Regions from separate parts of the Mus musculus genome. Here regions 1, 3 and 4 are each linked to region 2. A link is a contact called in public Hi-C and promoter capture Hi-C data. All regions are on one chromosome and are shown on one strand. Each heading gives the region's core, a stretch centred on a gene start, on an enhancer-like site or on the middle of the called end of the contact. The rest is flanking DNA. Distances are from core to core; before and after follow the strand shown. Region 1 overlaps Dip2c (disco interacting protein 2 homolog C). Region 2 has its middle 88 kb from the start of Larp4b. Region 3 holds the start of Idi1 (isopentenyl-diphosphate delta isomerase). Region 4 overlaps Dip2c (disco interacting protein 2 homolog C).

Evidence for each region. Promoter capture Hi-C pulls out the DNA fragments that hold promoters and counts their contacts. A called contact is a pair of places that touch in the nucleus more often than the background predicts.
Region 1: a promoter capture Hi-C map of liver shows a contact between it and region 2, with 6 times the contacts expected there. The contact joins two enhancer-like sites. A contact is called at or near these places in 2 of 39 promoter capture datasets (embryonic stem cells and liver), 2 of 15 datasets of contacts at CTCF or cohesin (the NIH/3T3 cell line and stem cell-derived epiblast-like cells), 42 of 484 Hi-C or Micro-C datasets (the 3T3-L1 cell line, the AML12 cell line, B cells and 28 more), 14 of 115 datasets of contacts at active chromatin or transcription factors (bone marrow-derived macrophages, cardiomyocytes, embryonic basal ganglia and 8 more) and 1 of 9 other capture datasets (embryonic stem cells).
Region 3: a promoter capture Hi-C map of liver shows a contact between it and region 2. The contact joins the promoter of Idi1 here to the enhancer-like site in region 2. A contact is called at or near these places in 4 of 39 promoter capture datasets (the C10 cell line, liver and macrophages), 9 of 484 Hi-C or Micro-C datasets (bone marrow-derived macrophages, embryonic stem cells, erythroblasts and 3 more), 12 of 115 datasets of contacts at active chromatin or transcription factors (the 230-238 cell line, bone marrow-derived macrophages, embryonic stem cells and 5 more) and 4 of 9 other capture datasets (adipose tissue, liver, macrophages and 1 more).
Region 4: a Hi-C map of liver shows a contact between it and region 2, with 2.5 times the contacts expected there. The contact joins two enhancer-like sites. A contact is called at or near these places in 2 of 15 datasets of contacts at CTCF or cohesin (the NIH/3T3 cell line and large pre-B cells), 12 of 484 Hi-C or Micro-C datasets (the 4T1 cell line, Th1 cells, bone marrow-derived DN3 thymocytes and 5 more), 6 of 115 datasets of contacts at active chromatin or transcription factors (T-cell acute lymphoblastic leukemia, bone marrow-derived dendritic cells, bone marrow-derived macrophages and 1 more) and 2 of 9 other capture datasets (embryonic stem cells and pancreatic islet).

What each region holds. Positions count from the first base shown.
Region 1 is chr13:9,480,629-9,483,328 of GRCm38.p6, reverse strand. The region is part of intron 1 of Dip2c (disco interacting protein 2 homolog C); the gene reads right to left. Among named protein-coding and RNA genes, the nearest start is that of Gm36423, 190 kb to the left of the region's middle. Within about 2 kb of position 1,343, at least 2 of the 459 cell types and tissues checked have an H3K27ac peak or open chromatin away from gene starts, as enhancers often do. A contact at or near this core is called in liver, where this site is marked.
Region 2 is chr13:9,180,703-9,183,402 of GRCm38.p6, reverse strand. No RefSeq gene overlaps it. Among named protein-coding and RNA genes, the nearest start is that of Larp4b, 88 kb to the right of the region's middle. Within about 2 kb of position 1,347, at least 30 of the 459 cell types and tissues checked have an H3K27ac peak or open chromatin away from gene starts, as enhancers often do. A contact at or near this core is called in liver and pro-B cells, where this site is marked.
Region 3 is chr13:8,884,266-8,886,965 of GRCm38.p6, reverse strand. It overlaps Idi1 (isopentenyl-diphosphate delta isomerase), which reads right to left and starts at 1,360. Exons shown (of 5, transcript NM_145360.2): 1 at 970-1,360; 2 at 62-234. The coding sequence starts at 1,106.
Region 4 is chr13:9,546,588-9,549,287 of GRCm38.p6, reverse strand. The region is part of intron 5 of Dip2c (disco interacting protein 2 homolog C); the gene reads right to left. Among named protein-coding and RNA genes, the nearest start is that of Gm36423, 130 kb to the left of the region's middle. Within about 2 kb of position 1,332, at least 29 of the 459 cell types and tissues checked have an H3K27ac peak or open chromatin away from gene starts, as enhancers often do. A contact at or near this core is called in liver, where this site is marked.

The DNA.
Region 1 (2,700 bases), core at 94-2,593, 300 kb before region 2:
GGAGTGCAGGAGACACAGGAAAAGAAGCAAAAACTGACTTTTGTTTTTTGGCAAGGGGAAGAAAAACAAGGAAAGAGGTATACTGATTACCTAAAATGAATCTGAGATCCCACTGGGTACTTTATAAATGAATCTACTTATCTAGGATTTCAAGATGTCATGTTTATTGCCATGCTCACCTACATCTAAAGTCCCAAGAGCCTCAAAAACTCTTGAGAGCTCAGATTAGCAGCAATGTGGTCCTCAGAGCTGCTTGATGCAGTCCTGGCACGTTCCTACCAACCCACGGTGAGCAGTGTACAAAACATAACATTACATGCGATAGCTATGCACTAAAGAGGAAAAATGACATTCGGAGAAAGGAATGTGTCTGTCATTCCTGGGGTCTGAATACTAGGCCAACATCTGTTAAGCACCCAGATATCTGCCCAGGTGACAGTGAATAAGCCATCAGGGACAACCAGAAATCATGCAGCACCAGGCTCACTATCCAAAAGAAATCTTTGGCAATCTGTATATTTAACTTGCCTGGCAGGAATGAGAATATTCTTAAATACCCTTTAGACTCCATATAGTCCTAAAAATGTGTCAGACCACCTTGTAGGTAAAATGGGAAACTAGGTAACAGTGGATGTGACTACAACTTAACCAGAGCTAATGTTTAATTATGCATTTGCTTGGTAGTTAAACCAACACCTCATATCAAAACCCTGAGGAATAATTTAGAAGACCATTGAATCACTGTACTTCTTTCCAGTGTGGCCATACTGAATGAAACTCTACAAATTGCCCATTTCTGCTTTTCACTATAAATTAGTCTAACTGGCTTATTGACAGCAAGTGGCCAAGCTTTGTTTCTCAGGGCTTCAAGGATATGGGCTCTGACACTAATAACTCCTATAACATAATTGCTTGATCATCTAATCACATAGAAAAACAGGAAGATTGCCAAGTTTGTCAAACTCTTCCTCACGCTGACAACAGGAAGAAATAGGCCAACAGTAGTAAATACAAAAGTTCATTAATCCCAGAAACTCAAACAATAAAAGTGCACATATGAACAGAGCACTGTGGATACTATCTGTAAATGTCAGGGTGAAGAACGCAAATAATGGCTGTACCTGGCCTCTCATTTGCTGCTTCTTAATTAAAAATGTCTACTGCATATGTGAACACATTTGTATTTAAAGCAACATGTACTGAGACCACATATCCTCATTATAAGAAAAAAATGCACCACCATAACCAGCTATCAATTTTAATCCTACTCACTAGTTAAAATGATACTCTGAGTGCTCACTGGGAAATGGAAGATATTTTACAGAACAGGTTGGAAACTTTTTTTAAAACAAGAGCAAAGATTACAGGTCAAAGTCTAAATCAGAGTGCTAATAAAGCTTTCAACATGTGGTAATATTGCCAAGTCATTTGTATAAAGAACAATTTCAGAGAAGTGAGGAGACTCGTATCAACATTTCAATGGCATTTAACACAGAACTCAAGCAAAGAACCCTGTAATACTTAGCAAATTGCTACATGTCAGGCACCATTTCAGGTATTAGTATCAGAAAACAAGACCCCTGTGCACTTGTGCCACTTATATTCTACTCCTAGTGTGTTAAATTGTTTTTACATCACTGGTAAATCCTTACACCAACCATGTGCTTGATAACCCAATTATTATTTGCTGGTCAAGGCAGAAAATTCAAAATATTATGAAGCTAATATAGAACGTAGATATCTTGCTTTCTCTTAAACCAAATGTACTACGTAGCCTTAACTAGTTCCAAAGCCTTAACTAGTTCCAAAGCCTTAACTAGTTCCAAAGACCTTCCTCACCCTGCCTCTTCAGTGCTGGGATTATGGAAACACTCAAACAGACCTGCTTACAAATTTCCATTTCGTCAAAAGATAAAATGAGATGTGAATGAGCTATACTACCTACCATGGTGCACAAAGAAAAAGATATTTTCAGTTAAACAAAACTACAAAAGAAAGGGTGCAGCCAATCAGTATGTAATAATAAAGATTGACATGTGAAAAAAGAAAGAAAATCAAGGCATGAACCATACAAAAGCCATGAATGAGGTAAGAATGAGATAATATCAAAAAGAATTTTAATTGGAAAAAGGAAGTATCAATAATACCTAAACCCTATATAAGATATCCCAAGGTACTTGGCAATATTAATTTCTAGATCTAATCACTGAGCTTAGCAAGGTCAAGGCACACAAAAGTAAAGTCAACTTTCAATATGCTAGCAATTATTTAGAAACAAAACTAAAAGCATTATCATTGGGGCTGGAGAGAGAGCTCAGCTATTAATGGGCATTTGCAACCTTCCACAGGACTCAAGTTCACTTCCCAATACCCATGACAACAGGCTCATTAACTCCCTGTAACACCAACTCCAGAGAATCTTCTGACCTCATGGGCATTTGCACGTATGTGGCATACACGCAGACATACCCACACATACATATAAATGAAAAATAAATACAAATAATACAATTCAACTCACAATATGAAAAATGAGGCACATACATATCTAACAAACTTGTAAAATAGAGACAAGATATATATGTGTGTGTGTGTGTGTGTGTGTGAGAGAATAAAAAACTGATGAAAGTCAAAGATCTACATAAATTAGCATAACTATGCAAAATCAGAAGACAACATAATAAAAATGTCAAATTTCTC
Region 2 (2,700 bases), core at 98-2,597:
AAGAAGCGATCTCAAACTGACAATAATTTGCAAAGGAAAGATTTGTTTGCTCCAACTGCATCTCACTGGGCATACACACCCCATGCCAAGGCCAACACAAAACAAACTCAATGGTATCTTTGTAGAGTTTTTGGTTGGTTGGTCCCCCCTGCCCCCATATTCTTTGTTTGGATTTCTTCTTCCTTCCTTCTTTCCTTCTTTCCTTCTTTCCTTCCTTCCTTCCTTCCTTCCTTCCTTCCTTCCTTCCTTCCTTCCTTCCTCTCTCTTTTTTAAAGATTTATTTATTTACTTTATGAATATGAGTACAGTGTCGCTGTCTTCAGACATAACAGAAAAAGGCATCAGATCCCATTACAGATAGTTATGAGCCACCATGTGTTTGCTGTGAATTGAACTCAGGACCCCTGGAAGAGCAGTCAGTGCTCTTAACTGCTGAGCCATCTCTCCAGCCCCTCTTTCTCTCTTTTCTTTTTTCTTTTCTTTTCTTTTCTCTTTTCTCTTTTCTCTTTCTTTCTTTCTTTCTTTCTTTCTTTTCCTTCCTTCCTTCCTTTCTCTCTCTCACTTTCTCTTTCTCTCTTTCTTTTTTTTTACTAGTCTTTTGCTCGTTTATTATGATTTCCAATTTTGTGTTTTTTTTATGGGGTTTGTGTTTCTTGGCTTTTGTTTGTTTGTTTGTTTGTTGTTTATGAAGACAGGGGTTTCTCTTTGTAGTCCTGACTGTTCTGGACAAGACTGGCCTTGAACTCAGAAATTCACCTGCCTCTGCCTCCTGAGTGCTGGGATTAAAGGCCACCACCATCAGGCTTGTTTGTTGTTTGCTTTCTAAAGGGAGAAAGAAAGATGTGTGAGCAGATGAGTTGGGCATCAGGGTAGCCCTGAAAAAAAGGAGAAATGGCTTTAGAAGACCAGGGCCAAGCCACCCGAAGGTGGGAAGAGCCGAGGAGAAAATGACAGAGGGAAAACCTGTCGTCTGAATAGATTGCATGAAACGATATGTTTTCAACTTAAAAATAAGAACAAATCACATATATGTAAATATATCACATATTTGTGTATATATCCTACCTACCTACCTACCCGTCTGTCTGTCTATATCTATCTGTCTGTCTATCTAATCTATCTAAATATTCACATCCATGAGCAGTAGGGTCTCCGGCAGTCTCTGAAGAACTCTCGCCAAATTTCTTCTACAAGCACCAGGAGGAAAAGGATGAAGCTGTCTCAAGACCAAGCTCGGTGTCTTTGCCTTTTAAACAAGAGTACAAAAGAGATCCTCCTACCTTCTCTTGCTGCAAACAAAGGGACTTCCCTCGAGTGCTTTAGGGTGAGGATCGAGCACCCCCGTGTGGTGGTGAGTCCTACACTGCATCGTCAGGACGCGGACCTTTAGAAATCAAGTCCTTTAAGTTTCTATATACACCAGAGATTTCAAACGTTTTCAGTGTTAGAAAAAAATTAAAAGAATAAAAACTGTTCTGGGCTGGTGCTGTAGGAGGGGTATAACTCAGTGGTATAACATGCTCGCCTAGCATTCATGAAGCCCTGGGTTGAGTCCCCAGGACCACACACAGCTTCCAAGTCTATAATTGCAGTACTCAGGATCTGGAAGCAGGGAGATTTGAAGTTCAAGGTCATGTTTAATTACATAGTGAGTTAGAAGCCAGTCTGGGATACATGAGACTTTGTCTTAAAACAAACAAAAAACAAACAAAAACAAAAAACAAAACACCCAACCAACCAACTAAATAAACAAAACCCAGCAACATTAAGAAAAAAAACGGGACCTGTTTTATACCAATGCATGTTGGAATCGCTGTATTTCAGCCTGCCAAATCAAATAAGGTCTTTTGACATTAATTTCACCAGCATTTTCTATGTTTTACTGGGATGAGCACACTTGTACACAGGGCTCGTGCTGTTTATATCACAGTACAGAGTTTAACCCTACTGAGCCTCATTACAAGCTTTGGCTGAACTTAACAAACAGCAACAAATGGGTCTTTGGCTACCTGACCTAGGCTGGGCAAATAGTCAAGGAGGCAGGAAGTGGGAGGCTGGGCCCTTTGCTCTCTCTCTGCCTGTTTATTGGAGTCCTGACCTGAGGTTAGGGAGAGGTCCTGAGGCACTGAGGCAGAGCTGACTCCGGAAATTTCCAAAGCACGAGGGAACAGTGTGAGCAGCATGTGATCACCACATATCTGACACGCAGGACATTTGCTTTGCTGTGCATCTGACAGTGAGCATAGATGCCACGCTGGGGGCTGTGTTGCAGACCACTCTGGCTGGGCGATCCCTTGTCATCAAGGTGGCCTCTGTCCCATGGGAGCGCTTCACTGAAAGAGTCCCTACCCTCACAGGCCCTTTAGGGACTCTGTGGTTGCCACTGGAGATGAACCTACCTCCTTGTGTGTCTAAGAGGAGTGAGACCCGGTTTCCCCGATTCTAAAAAACAATTTGTGGATGCTTTCGGTGGCGTTAACCCATTTTTTTCCTTGACCTCAGATGCACGAGCAGACACTGCAGGTATCAGGGGGCTCTCTGGACTTTAGAACCCCATGCTCCTTAACCATGACAATCCTCTATATATGGGAAACAATATTTTGTTTACTTAGTCTAGTCAAGAATACCATTAAATCTCTATTTCAACTTGACAGGACCTACAACCACCCAGGAGAGAGAGCTTTGGGTGCGTCTGTAAGG
Region 3 (2,700 bases), core at 111-2,610, 300 kb after region 2:
TTTTTCTTAGCTAAATGTCCAGACAAGTCACTTTATAACAAAGAATACTTTAAGACAGTACCTTTGTCGATGTTTTCATTAAGGTGACAGTTTTTCTTGGTGTCAGCCCCAATTTTATTGTCATTTTCATCAATAAGAATACACATCTCCGCTAGAAGCTGAACCTGTTTTTCATCAAGATGGCTGGTATTTATTTCAGGCATTGTGACAGAATGTCTGATCTGACCTAGAACACTAACACAGAGAAAAGTCATTGTATTAGTTTGACATTCTAACACAAACACTGTTAGAAGTGAAAGTGGACTTCAATTACAACATTCATAAACTAATTTAAAATCCTCTCTAGGGCAGTTTTCAAATGTGAGCAATTTGTAAACTTTCTGAAATAACATCTTGAACTCCTAATGCCAGGATATAAAGAATGAACTTCAGAATCACAGGATAAAGTGATATTTTCTCACCCACTTAAAGATGTTTAAAGTACAAATGCACATCACCGAACTCAAGAAAAAGATCTAGACACATAACGAAGACGCGTTTCCATCTCTTTATAAACCCACGTGGACGTTTACCAACCACAACACCTGCAAAGCACTCTTAAACTAGAAGAAAGCTTAGGGGTAGACCTATTTATTCATTTTTGGAAGAAGACAAGTGAAGTACTCCATACTGGAGGGAAGAACAGATTTTTCTCAGGTCCCTTTTTATAACTCAACTCCCCAAGGGCTATGAACCATTACATTTCACGACTGCTGAATCGCTCGTCAGGGAGTTTCCATGGACAACCCTGAGAACCCGATGGGACTCAGTCGGCCACCCAACGCTTTCCAGGACCAGGCACCCAGCCCCGAACGTCAGAGGCCACCATGGCGAGTCAAGCTGGGAAACCGCATCACCTCAGCCTCATACAGCCACCCACCCTTCTTGGTCCCCTCTCGCCATCCTTCCCCAAATAGAAGGGAGGCTTACCAGAGATTCCGGCTGCAGGTGCTGAGAAGCTGTGCGGAGAGCTGTACTTCAATCCTCTCCGCAGCATGCTCCGCCTCCAGGCCCCGCCCTCTAACAGCATATCCAATCGCTCGCGCCAGTGTCCGTCCGCGCCACATGCCTCCAGCCAATTGCCAATCTAGCACAAGCCTGACGTCACGGCCGCGCCAGGTTAGCGCGCGGTGGCACCACTTGCCCTGCGTGTGGCTCTGAAAGAAGCGCTGGAGGTCTCCAGGAGTGATTGCGGCCCTGGGACCCGAGCGAGGGTGTTGGCGACTCCCAGTGGACAGCTGAGACGGCCCGCACGTCTAGCTGCTCCGCGGTGGGGAAGCTTCCTTTCTGGGGAGGCTTCTTGAGGAGGGTTCGACCTGTCGGTCGCCAGCCAATGGCACCTTGGACCATGCCCGGGCTCGCCAATCAGCTGGAGGCAAGGCTAGGGCGGGTCCCTGACTCTCCTTGAGTGTCTGTGCGTGATGATGTCAGATGCCTTGAGAAGCGCGCTCTGACAACTACAGTTTTCTCACTGGAATTCCTGTGGGTTGGTCTTGATGGAAATTAAGAAAATTCAAGAGATCATTGCTAATGGGTTAGTTTGGAAGCTTTACTCCTGCCTTCTCAACATGTTATTCCGGTCTGTTTCCAGTTAGAAGGTGCTGTAGATTTGCAGCAGCAATAATTCCCAAGGCGTTTTGCAATGTGGAGTAATTGTCCAGCAAAGTTAAATGAAGTAGAGGCCGATTGGGGAACCAGCGTTTGGACTGAATTAATTTGACAGTTGTTAAACCATCGTGTGACAGTCCATTCTTAATAAATTCAGCGACTCAAGTTACTATAAGATAGGAATTTTTCACTACAGATTATATGTGAAGCTTTTGTAAATTTGGTAGCACACGTCTTAAACCACAGCACTCAGGAGACAGAGGCAGGCGGATCTTTGAGTTTGAGGCCAACCTGGTCTACAAAATGAGTTCCATGGCAGCTGGGGCTACACAGAGAAACCCTGTCTGGAAAAACGAATTAATTATTACATATACAATTGGGGAAAAGTTTATGTCTCGAACAACCAAGTAAATAAAAGAACAAATAGGGGCTGGAGAGATAGCTCAGCAGTTGAGAGCACTGGCTGCTCTTCCAGAAGTCCTAATTTCAATTCCCAGAAACCACATAGTGGCTCACAACCATCTGTAATAGAATCTGATACCCTCTTCTTGTGTGTCTGAAGACAGTTACAGTGTACTCATACAGAAAATAAATATATCTTTAAAAAATAAATGAATAAATATAATAACAGTTATTATTAGTTACAGTAGTAATTATCATTATGATTTGGTGTAATTGTGAAAAAGTTAATTTAAGCTATTACCCCAGTCACGTTTATTATTTTTGTAGTATATATGTGTAGTGTATGCATTATGTGCAAGTGTGTGTTCAGGTACATAATGCCTTCCTCTGTTGCTTTTATTAACATTTTACTTTTACAATATTAACATTAATATTAATGTCAACACAATGCTCAGAGGCTAGTGGAGCTTAAAGGACAACTAAGAGAGTTCTCCCAGCAAGCTCAGGTCTTGAGGGTTGGGAGCAGGCGTCTTTACCCACTGAGCTACCTCACCAGCCCCTCCATCCCATCTTTTCATAGAGGGCATCTCACTGAATTAGAAGCTCATTGATTTAGCTAGATTTTTTTTTTAAAGATTTATTTATTTATTA
Region 4 (2,700 bases), core at 83-2,582, 370 kb before region 2:
TTCTACAGCATTGTTCATTATCAAAGATATTCAGGGCTGCTACTTAAACAGGGAAGAAACTTGAAGGCAGGAGCTGATGCAGAAACCAATGGAGGGGTGCTGCTTACTGGCTTGCATCCCATGGTTTCTTCAGCCTTTTTTATAGAACCCAGGACCACATGTCCAAGGACAGCACCATTCACAATGGGCAGGGCTCTCCCTCATTAATCACTAATTAACTAAATGCTCTACATACAGGCTTGCCTACAGCCTGATCTTATGTAGGCATTTTCTTAACTGAGGTTCCCTCCTCTCAGATGTCTTTAGCTTTTTATCAAGTTGGCATAGAACTATTCAGTACAAATGGTCAAGGAACAGGGCAAACTTCCCCTATAGTATTCAGAGTCAAGCTCCTCAATGGTTAAATAGCATTAGAACAGTTTTTATAATTATTAGAGCATTAAAACCATGTCCAAGGGATGATCAATGAATTAGACATATGTAAATTCTAATAATGCATATCAGAATGCTAATTTTGATTCACTAATGCATGTTATGTGGAAACTTTGGATTGTTTCCTTTATATTACTCCATGTTAGAAGCCACCCTGTTAGACCCTAGGCACAAAAGTGCACAAGAGTTTTGGGGTTATGCATATATTCATAGATGACAGAAAACCTTCCACTGACTTGAGGGTATTACAAATAAATTTTGTCTTATACTACCTGAAGGTGGCTGTCTTGGTCGCTGTTCTATTGCTGTGAAGAGACACCATGACCAAGGCAATTTTTTTAAAGATAAGATTTATTTATTTTATGTGTATGAGTATACTGTAGCTGTCTTCAGACACAGCAGAAGAAGGTATCGGATCGCATTACAGGTGGTTGTTAGCTACCATATGGTTGCTGGGAATTAAACTCAGCACCTCCAGTGCTCTTAATGACTGAGCCATGTCTTCAGCCCCTACCAAGGCAACTCTTATAAAAGAAAAATGTAATTGGAGGCTTGCTTACAGTTCCAAACTTAAGTCCATTATCATCACAGCAGGAGCACAGCAGCAGGCACAGCAGCAGGGTGCTAAGAGCAGTAGTTGAGAGCCACATCTCTATCTGCTGGCAGGCAGAGTGCACCTGGGCCCAGCATTGGCTTTTAAAACCTCAAAACCCACCACACCTCTGTAGTGTATTTCCTCCAACAAGGCCACATCTTCTAACCCTTTCAAACAGTGCCTGCCACTCTCTAATGACTACGCAGTCAACCTATAGAGGCCATTTTTACTTGAACCACCACAGTGACATTCATTGGCCTCTTTAATCTTACACTCTTCTTTGGCCTCTTTAACTGTAGTCTCCCCTCCCCCAGCCTGAAACCTGCTTGCTCAGGGGTGGAGCTTTCCGCTCAATCGTTCTGCCACACCCACTGCTGGAACCTGCCGCTTTGCTGTTTGGAGCCACACACGTGGTCACCCTGCTACTGGATCCCGAGATTATTTGGCAGGAATCGGGCCCCCTCCCACTTCCTTCATAACTGAGTGTCAGAACAGTAAAATTGAGCTTTGATCAGAATGCCTGTCTTAGCTACATTTCTTTCTCTCGCCGCCTAGTCCCTCTTCTCTTCCAGGTTTCCAAAATGCCTTTCCAGGCTAGAACCCAGGCTGTGATCTGCTGGCCGGACACAACATTTAACCTTACACTCAGCTTCTGTTTCATGGACATTTCCATCAACAGAAGCACAAATACTCCTCATAGGAAAACATGGCAATCAAACAGGCTGTAAAAAGCACTTTTATAATCAGAGAACTAAAGCAAGAAGATGAAAGCCACCCTGTTAGACCCTAGGCACAAAAGTGCACAAGAATTTTGGGGTTCTGCATATGTTCATAGATGACAGAAAACCTTCCACTGACTTGAGGGTATTACAAATAAATTTTGTCTAGTAAGCAAATACACAAATATCAAGCATGTGAATAATGACTGAATTCCTACAGAAATTTCCTTGCATGTACTATACAAGTGTCTTGGATAAAGATTGGTGGTTGGGATGGAGTAGTCTACCTTTCTGAGGAGGCTTCAAATGGACAACCCTGGGTGACCAACCCATCTGATCCACCAAAGCCACCCTGGGAGCCTCTGGTTCCAAATACTTGGACAAGTGGTTTGAAGAATATTCACAGGACTGAACCATATGGGTCCAAGTTCTGTAATGAACCTCCCATATCTTTGGTTCCTATTTTATAAATGACGGTGACACCTGTCTTACACTTACCTCATAATGGCAGTGAGGGAAATACACACACACTAGCGCTCCATTTCACCCACATTGCGTGCACACGTTACTGAAGGCGAGATTCTTCACTAGCATGTCATTCTATGATGCACACAGGCATCAACAGCCCATTAGAGTCAGTCAGTGTGTGAGGCTTGAGTCACTGGATGTTTTGTAGACTCAAAGGTGGCAACAGACTCCTAAAAAGGCCATTTGCCATGTTCTTTCCTAAGAATATCATGCTATTTCTTGGTCTGAATTCTCAGCCTGCAACTCAACTCTCAGTACATCAGAATGTGACTGTATATTTAGGGCCAGGTACTTTGCAGATGGTCACCAAAACAAATGAACAAACAAAAACAAAGCTAGTGGAATGGACCCTAACCCACTATATTTGATGACCTTATCAGAAAGAGGAATCCGGCCAGAAAGATGGCTCAGTAAATTACTGAGCAA